Linked DNA regions of Gossypium hirsutum: regions 1 and 2 are each linked to region 3. The links are chromatin contacts, called in public Hi-C maps. All regions are on one chromosome and are shown on one strand. Each heading gives the region's core, a stretch centred on a gene start, on an enhancer-like site or on the middle of the called end of the contact. The rest is flanking DNA. Distances are from core to core; before and after follow the strand shown. Region 1 holds the start of LOC107956866. Region 2 holds the start of LOC107955337. Region 3 holds the start of LOC107955366 (transmembrane 9 superfamily member 12).

Evidence for each region. Hi-C and Micro-C count contacts between places; a contact is called where the count stands out from the background.
Region 1: a Hi-C map of leaf shows a contact between it and region 3, with 2.4 times the contacts expected there. The contact joins the promoter of LOC107956866 here to the promoter of LOC107955366 in region 3. A contact is called at or near these places in 2 of 34 Hi-C or Micro-C datasets (both in leaf).
Region 2: a contact with region 3 is called in a Hi-C map of leaf, with 3 times the contacts expected there. The contact joins the promoter of LOC107955337 here to the promoter of LOC107955366 in region 3. A contact is called at or near these places in 2 of 34 Hi-C or Micro-C datasets (both in leaf).

What each region holds. Positions count from the first base shown.
Region 1 is chrA07:92,883,541-92,886,780 of Gossypium_hirsutum_v2.1, forward strand. LOC107956866 reads right to left here and starts at 1,463. Exons shown (of 4, transcript XR_005929914.1): 1 at 1,267-1,463; 2 at 140-290. It overlaps LOC107955381 (a long non-coding RNA gene), which reads right to left. Exons shown (of 7, transcript XR_001699945.2): 6 at 2,954-3,240; 7 at 2,042-2,878.
Region 2 is chrA07:92,087,233-92,090,743 of Gossypium_hirsutum_v2.1, forward strand. LOC107955337 reads right to left here and starts at 1,655. Exons shown (of 2, transcript XM_041116614.1): 1 at 1-1,655. The coding sequence starts at 51.
Region 3 is chrA07:92,569,835-92,573,228 of Gossypium_hirsutum_v2.1, forward strand. It overlaps LOC107955366 (transmembrane 9 superfamily member 12), which reads right to left and starts at 1,929. Exons shown (of 2, transcript XM_016891135.2): 1 at 1,639-1,929; 2 at 1-1,294. The coding sequence starts at 1,217.

The sequences.
Region 1 (3,240 bases), core at 213-2,712, 310 kb after region 3:
CAGGATCTAAGTTATCAATGAGAGAAGCATTGGATGTTTTAATTTAAGTAAAGAACACAACATTGAACCAAAAATAATAATAAACAGAGAAAAAAAACAACAGCACAAAAAGGTTGCAGGTTAGATAGTATGCATTTACAGATGGAAGGGAAAAAGAAAAACATTTGGCCCAAGAGGAGTGTTTCTGTCCTTCTGGATTTCAGCAACACCACCTTTAATCTCCAATCCCGTGATACCCGTGAATGGTAGCCCCAAGAACTCCCTTAACACTAGTAAAAACGAAACATGGCCTACAATGATATGCAATTAAATCGAATTCAATACAAGTAAGATCCATAATCAGCATTGGACTTTCAAGCAAGAATCTTAAATTCAATGCAAATAAAATGATAAATCGAATAAAAAACCAACAAATCCAATACACCTCTAGAAGAAAGAACTAGAAAATCTTAGATAATAGATTCAAAGAAGCAAACATATTTTATTAATTTAAGCTAAATACCAAATTGGCACATTAACTAAATTTTTTTCCCATTTTTCCGTATAAGAATCATCAAAATCTCTAAACATTGGGATCCCCAAATTACACTTTTTTCCCATAATTTTTTTAATAATTTTTTTGGTAATTTTTAATCTGGGTATTTGAAGCTCCCTTTATCTACCTTAAACAAACAAACAAAAACTAGCACGCACACAAGAACAACATCACATTGTCACTCCATGCCTTATAAAAATAAAGTTTCTTCCTTTTGTTTAAAAAATAAAATGATTTGTTATTGTCGGAGTTAGTGATCTTTTTCTAGAATGTATCATCAAATTCACAGAAAACCAAACATCAAAAAGGAAATATTTAAGAAAATGAAGAAAATAGAGAAAGAAAATTTTACCGGAAACAGAGACGAAGAGCCCAAATATCAAAGAAGGGTAAGTTTTTTTCAATCTAATACAAATAGAATGGAATCTCAGCATTCTACATTTGCTTTTACAATCGAAAAAGAAACATTGAAAAATAGATAGTTCGAATTAAAATTTACCAAATCTTGGATCTTGCAAGACGACTTGAAAAACACTTCAAATCTTTTTTTTTCAATGAATGAACTATTAGGGTTAGGAGGAAATGAGATTAAAAAGAAAATTTTAAATTAAGTGAAGAAGAAATGAAGTTTACAGTAATGGAGGGAAGAAGAATGAAAAAAAAAATCAGTTGGCGATTAGGGATTTCAGATTGTGAGAAAGAGAGGAGAATGGTGAGGGTAAAATTCAAACCTTTCTCTAATTTGCTATTCCACCCATTCCCTGAATCACCATTTAGTGGGGGAGCATGGAATGGTTTGATGCATTTTCACGCTGAATAATCCCGTAATGAATATGGCTGTAATAACTATTATAGCCAACCAAAAAATCGTTTGGTGATAGGCCCACCTAATTGGGCTGTAATGTATTGTCATTACAGTCAAGTGAACATACCCTTAGACTACGTTTAGTTGGCTGTAATGGAATAAGGCTATAATTGAATAAAGCTGTAATAGAATAGAGCTGTAATAGAATAGAGTTGTAATAAGTAATTCAACTGTTTGGTTGAAGGGAATGGAATAGAACTGTAATAGTATTATTGTGTTTGGTTGAATGAAATGATGTTGTAATAGCATAAGAAAAAAAACTAAAATGACTAGAATACCTTTAGCAAAAAATTTTTAGGGTAGATGATTATTGTTATTGTTATTAAATTTTAATAAAATTATTATTAAAAATAATTTAATAAAAATAATAAATAGTTTAACCATATTTTAACATAATTATTATTAAATATAATTTAATAAAAAATATAATTTAATAACATTCTTAATATAATTATTATTATATGAATTAAAAAATCAAAATATATAATACTATAAAAATATATATAATCTACTTTATTATTTTTAAACTGCAATACATATTTAATGTGTTAAAATATCATTACTGAAACAAATAATTTAATCATTCTACAATAAAAAATAATTAAATATTAAAAGTAATAAATAACTCATTGCTAAAAAATAATAAATAACTTGATAATTATATTTCACATTCAAGCATAATATTCATATATTAACAAAAAGTTACATGATTTCATTAGTTTATATGTCATAATTCATATGTTTTAAAATTTTACAACATCAAAAAGTTACATCATTGTAATGACATTCTATCATGTCATTATAACATCCAAATATTACAAACACAAAAAATTACCAAAATATCAACAGAACCATGATTTTTAATGGTCAGCAAGAAATCTTCTGACCCATTCCAATCGCACAATACAAGGTAAACTAAAGAAAATGAGCATTTGCATTGGATGATCTGGAATTTTGCTCAATGCTCGATAGCGTTCATCCTCAGTTAAACCTTCCACTTCACATAATGTTGGATATAATTTCAGAGCACTTTCTTGAATGGTCATTTCTGACTTTTGTTAAATTACCACTTCGGATGCAATACTCTTACTGATTTCAAGGCCAACGATCCGTATATTTTTCGCTAATAAAGCGGCAGCATCATTAAAAGAAGTAGAAAAATCACTTGCATCAGAAATCTTTTTTTTCTTCTTTGAAAATGCAGAATCACCTTGATTTCTAGCTGGTTGCGGTTTTGGTTGCGGTTGTGTAGCTGAGAGATCCATGTCATCCAAAGAAACATTAGCTTCGGATCCATGAAAATCGTTTCTTTCTTCATGAGTATTTGTAGCATCTACATCCTCAGCATTTATTTTTCCAATAATATCAGCAGCTGTTTGAGCATCTTTTCTAGTGGCTCAATCTTTTGCGTAGATGGTAGTAAGTTGTTCATAATAAGGGAAACTCTGATGTCTGAATTGAGCTGCTTCTTTATGACTCTATAAAAATGAGAAATTCATATTAGATATAAATTTTGTCAAAATGAGATAATAAAGACTTGAAATAATTCTTACATTTATATATGAGTTCCACACCGCATCTTCAGCAACAACAAGCTGCCTATGCTCATCCCAACCAAAGCCGCTATTGTTTTTTCCAGTAAGCATGTCATAAATGATTGACCAATCCATTTTCAATGTCCTAATCCTCGATTCAAGATTAGGTTTAGCCTTCAACATGGCATTGGGTAAAACTTTTTCTAACATTTTTTCTAACTCATTTAAATAGCCAGCTTTGAATCCCGTATCCGCATTAAAGGTTCCAGCATTGTGCAAGTCGACCATACAAGCAACCAACGCAG
Region 2 (3,511 bases), core at 405-2,904, 480 kb before region 3:
CTTGTTTTGGTTAATAGCGTCTCCCACAGAAACATTTTTAAATAAATGCATCTGTTTTGAACCTGCCAGGAGTGTATAAGTTAGGATTAGAGAAATTATCAAAAGTTTCCCTATTTTTACCTACGTCATCCTCTAACCCCATAAGCCTTTTTTCTAATTTTTTTGTCTAAAGAAACTTTGGATTTTTGGCCCATAAAGTTATTCACATTATTTCCCAATAATTCCTTCAAATCGGGTTCGTTAGAAAGGCCCAAATTCTTGATTTTCCTTTAGCCTGTAACCATAAAAGAATTGTTGACTCCTTTAATGTCCTTAGAATCTAATCTCTTTAACTTTGCGGCCGAAACACCATTTAAAGAAACCCCTAAAAATCCTTCAGCCGATTGTCCAGCTTTAATGTTTGAATTCTGTCCCGATTCCATGAACAAATCCTGCCCAAATTTCGTGATTGAATCTTTTCCCTCTGATAGCACTGCGAATCTGGATCCAGATGGATGTTTAGATTGCCTTGCCAAAATCCCCGCCGTGGAATCTTTCTTTCCTCACTGTGAAGCCTTCTTCTCTACGAACATCCATGGCCCAAATTCTGGGCCCTTCTCTCTGTTATCAGAATTTTATTTTTCCCTACCTGTGCTGTCCACCGGAGTAGAGACCGCCACGGTCATTAGTTCGGCTTGAGGTTTGTCTGTCTTATTCGCTAGTCTCGTGAGGTTTTGGCTTGACACAACCGAATTACACATCTCTTTTACGTGACCATACTTGCCACAAGTAAAGCACACAGTCGGGAGGGCTTCATATTCAACATGTTGAGCAATTTCGTCAACAAGGACCTACGAAATCAACGGTCTATCAAGACTAAGGTACACGGCTAACCTAGCAAATCAACCCCTGGTTTGGTTGTCAGTCTGCACATCCAATTTTACCACCTTTCCAATGAGGCCCCCGATGGCTTCGATGATCTTCCATTTATAAAGATATCCCGGGAGATTAGGCAATCGTATCCACGCTAGCACAACACTCGGGTAAGGTTGCAAGAGGCTGAAATGTTTAGTCCATGGTTGTACGGTCAGATACTGGCCATAAACTGTTCATGGACCCTGAGATAAAACTCTATTATAATCGTTAGGATCCTGAAATTTCACCAAAAAATATCCATTAGCAATATCCACAATCTTAATAGAATTTACAAGATTCCAAAGGAAAAGGATGTGATTATGAAGTGCGTTGTAACCGATATTTCGTCCTAGAAGTTTAACAATGATAGTCAATTCCATTTCTTTGAATAGGATTTCCTTTACACGATCTGAAAAATTGATAGCAGGAATCCCGTCAATGATGGACATATTGACGTCCCCTTCAAATAGTTCAAATTCATTCTCATTATCTGCGGAAGACCCATCACGAATAGATTTGGAAGCAACATCGTAGCCCCCCAGCAATTTTTCTTTCCATGTCATACTTGTTTGTGATTCGTGATCCACAGCCATAGAAGTGTCTTCATCACCACCGTTCCCTTTAAACCTTACTTTTTTGGTATTTCGATCATCGTCGGGGTGAGCGACTCCCTCCTCACCGTTATCGAAATTTTGCAAAGTTGAGAGCATATCAAGTGTATTTAGAGTTGCATGAAGTATTTTATTTTTAATTGGAATGTCATGAGGTATCTTTATTTGACACTTGTCCAATACATTTTTTTATTTTTTAAATATATAACAATGGATTAAAATTTTGATCCTTATATTATACTTAAATTTGAGATTTAATCTCTATGAATTTAATTTTTTACATAATTTGATAACTCAAGTTTTATAATATCGTTAGTTAGTCTAAATATTTTATTTTTATTAAAATGAAACTTTTTTTTCTTAAGAATAACACCCTAAATTCAGCCTAGATGTAATGGCCGAGTTTGACAAGATTACATTAGCTTGATAAAGAACTTTTGATAAAGTCAAACTTAAAGTGCGTTTTGAAAGGGTAAAATTTTGACAAAAACTTTCACATACATCTAGGAAAAGAAACATTAGTACAAAAACACCTATCAAACCCAGATTTCGAATTCAAAATTGGGTATTTTGAAAATATTAATTTTTGGCAAATCCTCTAGCTTAAAGTCAGACATTCGTTAAAAACTATTTACTTATTTATTTACAAAAAGACCGCAGTAGAAAATTTTTTAGAATTTTAATTTTGGAAACCAGAATCCAATTTGTTAATTTGCGTGATTTAGTTTACATTCAAAAATATCAAAAATTGATGATCAAAATAAAAACCAAAACACAGCCCAAAAACATATTATAGTCCCAAAAGTCCAGAAAAATTACTAGTGTGAATTACCATATTCAATTAGTGGAGAAAACAATTCGAACTCCTGCATGCCATACGATCCTAAATCGGAAGTTCACCTAAAATTTATTAAATAAACAAATGAGTTGGAAGCCCAATGTGTGGCCCAGCCCACAACAAAATTTCCTTATGTGTTTTGCAAAAACATTAATCAAATCGAATCGAAGCTTATCATATCGCAAAATTTCATAAAACGTATCAAAGCTTATCATATTGCAAAATTTCAAAAACATATATCAGAACGAAATTTTTATTATGTCATATTTCAAAAACACATATATCATATCAGAATGTCATGTCAGACTAGAACAAATGCAAATACAGATCTTACCCCATCCATTACACACCAACACCGACCAACCAAACACACCATATAGGACTACAAGAGTTTTTACATCCAATCACATCAATATGTGGTGGTGTGTCACTCATATAATTGCAATTGAGCTGCTATACACAAATTTGCGGTCTAGCAACCATAATTGCAGTATAAACTGCCATAGAACACTTCCTCCATCATATCATATCCCACCCTCCAGAACACATAGATATCATAGTCATATATCATACATGCATATATCACATAACATATGGCATGCATACACATACACATGCTTTCATATAGATAATAACTTAGCATATGATTTAATGATAACATATCTTATTTAACAAACCTCCTATGATTATCCATAAATTATTACATACTAAAACTTATGCTTTTTTGGCCCCATGCAATGCCTACAGACCCAAATTTTGAGTCCTTCAAATGGTCCTAAATAGGGCCCAAAAATTTGTCAAAAAGACCCACACTGCCTACTCACACAGCCTACCCACATGGTCTATAAAGTTTCACATGAGCTCCACTCGGTCAAGCCAGACGGGCTGAAAAACACACATGATTGTGTGCTTCACACCACCTACCACACGACCATGTGGCATACATAGTCCACCACACGGCTTGACACACGACTGTGTAGCACTAGGTAGATTCAAAAAATATCCCCTGTTTTGTATTTTCTTAAGTTTTAGTTGGTAAATCGGGTTAGTTTCACACACCTGATGTTATATCTGATAACCCACATGAATATTACACTTTGAATCCTACATACAACATTTGAATGGCTCAATTACAACATAAGTTTAACTGCAAAATATTACTCAAATG
Region 3 (3,394 bases), core at 679-3,178:
CCCAAGAAAAGATAAAGAATAATCATCCCTGTCAGTAGCATTCCTCGTGAGGCAGGTGACATGAAACCAAAAGCAGCAAAAACTATAGTGACTGCTGCCATTCCTGTAATCTGAACTCCATCTCCAATCATCACACAGAGAAGCTTCGCACAATCTGGTTCCCTAAAAACATCACCAACAACAAGCTTCCATCCAGAAAGCTCCTCATTCATTTGTGCTTGAGCTTCTTTGTCCAATTCCTCATACCTTGTCAAATCCCTCCTCACAGTCCTTAAGAATATGACAAACACAATACCAGCTAAGAAAGTGATCACCATCAATGAATTTAGAATTGAAAACCAGTGCACACGTGCTCCTTCCATCTTCAAGTAAGTATCCCACCGAGACGGCCATCTAATATCACTTTTAACAAATTCAACCTCATAAGTAAAAGAGATCCTCTCTCGTTCCCTTATTATCTGTGACTTGTCTAGCTCCAAGGGGCAGTTCACAGGAGAGATACTATCATACATGTGAAGCTTAGTCATGACTTCTGGATCGTACTTAACACTGCATGGAGTCACTTCAAAACCAACAATCTCATAACCAGATGCCTTCTTCTTATCAGCTTCGGAGATGACACCCATCCCTTCTTCCCCAGTTCCAATTATCTGCACACCACTTCCCTCATACTCATGAACCAAGACCTTGAACTTGAGATGATTGATAATGTAATCATCATTACTATTTGGTGGAGTAAACCCAACTGGGAATCCAGTCCACTGAATACTAACCCCATTTTGTTTTGCAATCCTCATAACCGGCAAATTGTCTAGAATCATATTCACTTGATATAAATCACGAGTCCTCTGTTTCAAAAGCTTAACTTCATGCTCATTCAAGGGGCTGGTAGTACAAACATAGAGGGACTCGTTCACATTCATTTTAAACCGATAAGGGGAGTTATCAATCTGATCTCCCATGAGAAGCTCACCTAGATTCTCGGCACTTTTCTTTATTCCACCGAGAGGTTCGCAATAAGGGAGACTGTAATAACTAAAGGGAAGCTCGGTTTCAATGGAAGTCAATGAATTAACTTTGGCAACTATCGTATCCGAAGTTGAATACGTGTGCATGTAACTTCCAGGCAGATAAAACCCATGACAAGAATGGGCAAATAGAACCACTAACAGAAAAACCGAGCAGATTCCGGGCATCTTCCTTTCCGAGAAAGCCATGATAATAGCAGATCTTGCAATATACGGTTCGAATCTAAGCTACTATAGACTGAGCATTCAGTATAAGGAGGAAAAATCTACAGACAAACAGGTTTTCAACAATCAGTTTCCACGCAAATTTAACTCAACATTAACTAGCGCAACAAAAGCATTAAAACGATACTGAGATTCCTAAGTACCAAAAAATTTAAAAAAAAAAAACAATTTCATTGCATTAGCTTTGAAAGCAGTAGATCCATATACCAAAATGCAAAAAGCATCATTTTTTTCCTTAAACAACGAAAAGTATTAAACGTTCATATCAATAAAAAAAATCACAAAACAGATCAAAGTACTGAACAAAAGAAGGATTATAAGATTAGATCTAGAACCAAAAACCCATTTAAGTAAAAGGCAGAGAGACAAGAATAGGATAAAGAACCTGAGACAGGTCTAGGGTTCCAGTTGAAAGTGATTCGGCTCTTTGGGAACAGAAAACGCGTAAGAACGAAGCTTCTGCTTCTCTTTGATATATATTTTTTTCCACTTTGTTTCAGTGGTTTAACTTTAAAGCTAGTAGGAATGAAGCGAATATATTGAAGAGAGCAAAACGGAGGAGAATGGGTAATTTATAAAATTATAATAAAATATGGGTCACAAATCTACCAACATGGGAAGTTTTAATAAATCTTGAATTTATAAATTATGAAATAAGAATTGACAGAACTCTTGTGTGGGGCGGCCTCCAAAACTTAATAGGTTAAATTCTGTTTTTAGTCTCTGTATTTTACAAAAAGTTATAGATTTAGTCCTGTATTTTTTGAATTTTAAAAATTCAATTATCACCAAACTATAGCTAATAGATTCATAAAGTTAAATTCTATTGTTTATAAAATCTAATGTGACAAATTTATTATCATGTGTGTAATGTCATATCAGTTTGTTTTTTTTACATATTACTCATCAAATATTCAGTCAATGGATTATCAACTGTTATTTGTGTAAAAATTGAAACTTCAAGAGTTGAAAACTATAGGGATTTAGAATGATCCAGTTGGAGAATATGGGCTGTACCTATGATTATACGCATAGTAGAAGACTAGTAATTTAACTTACTCAAACGGATTTAACTGCTAGGACTAAAATTTCAAAAGCCAAAAAGTACGGGATTAAAATTGATCAACTTGAAAAGATAGAGGACTACAATTGATCAAATTAAAATATAAAAACTAAATTCATAATTTTTACAAAGTATAGGGACTAAGAACAACATTTAAACCAAATATATATATATTTTCACCGCTCCCATCTTAATTCGGCTAGATCCGCTGGGTTGAATTTTAACGGAGGTGAGATTTTGTTTCTATCAAATTTTGAGATAAATTCCATCTATGATCATTTAACTATTAATAAATTTATATTTTAATCATTTTATTATGGAAAGATTATAACTATTTAAAATTCATCATTTAAGTCACCTCTGATGACTTGCTAATAAATAAAGTAGTCATTATTCCCCAAATATATCATTAGTTACCCAATTATTAATGATACTTACGAATTTAATATCTAAATTACTTAAATTATAACTAAAATATCAATTTAATATTTTAAGATTCTTTTAAGAAATAAAATCAAAACAAATCCCAAAAAATATATAAGAATATAAAAAATTCTTAAAAATCTAAACATTCACAATTTATTTTTTAAAACTATAAAAATATTATTTTAAAAAAAATATATTTATATAAAATTTCAAAAAAGTAAAATTCTAAAATATAAAAAAACTACATAAATTTTCAAAAATCTAAAAAATTGATTTTTTTTTGTATTAACAGCTACAATTTACTCCACCAATCAGCGATGTTTGTAAACTCTTATCATTCTCTCTTTAGTATTTAGGGACTTTTGGATATTACTCATTTGAACTACTATTTTAATTTTATGCCTCGAAATAAATTTTAAATCAAAAACTAAAACAAATGAATGCTTTGAAATAATTTCTCAGAAAAATAATATTTTGAAGAGAATAATAAATATAAACAAGCATCTTAAGCTTAGCTAAACTTTTCTGCCATAAGAATGATTGCAGTGGATATGTGCATGAAGTGTCAAACGGAAAAAACTTTGAAAAACTATAATTGATTGCACCCATGTTGAGATGCTTTCTAAAAAAAGACAAACAAAAACTCACAAGT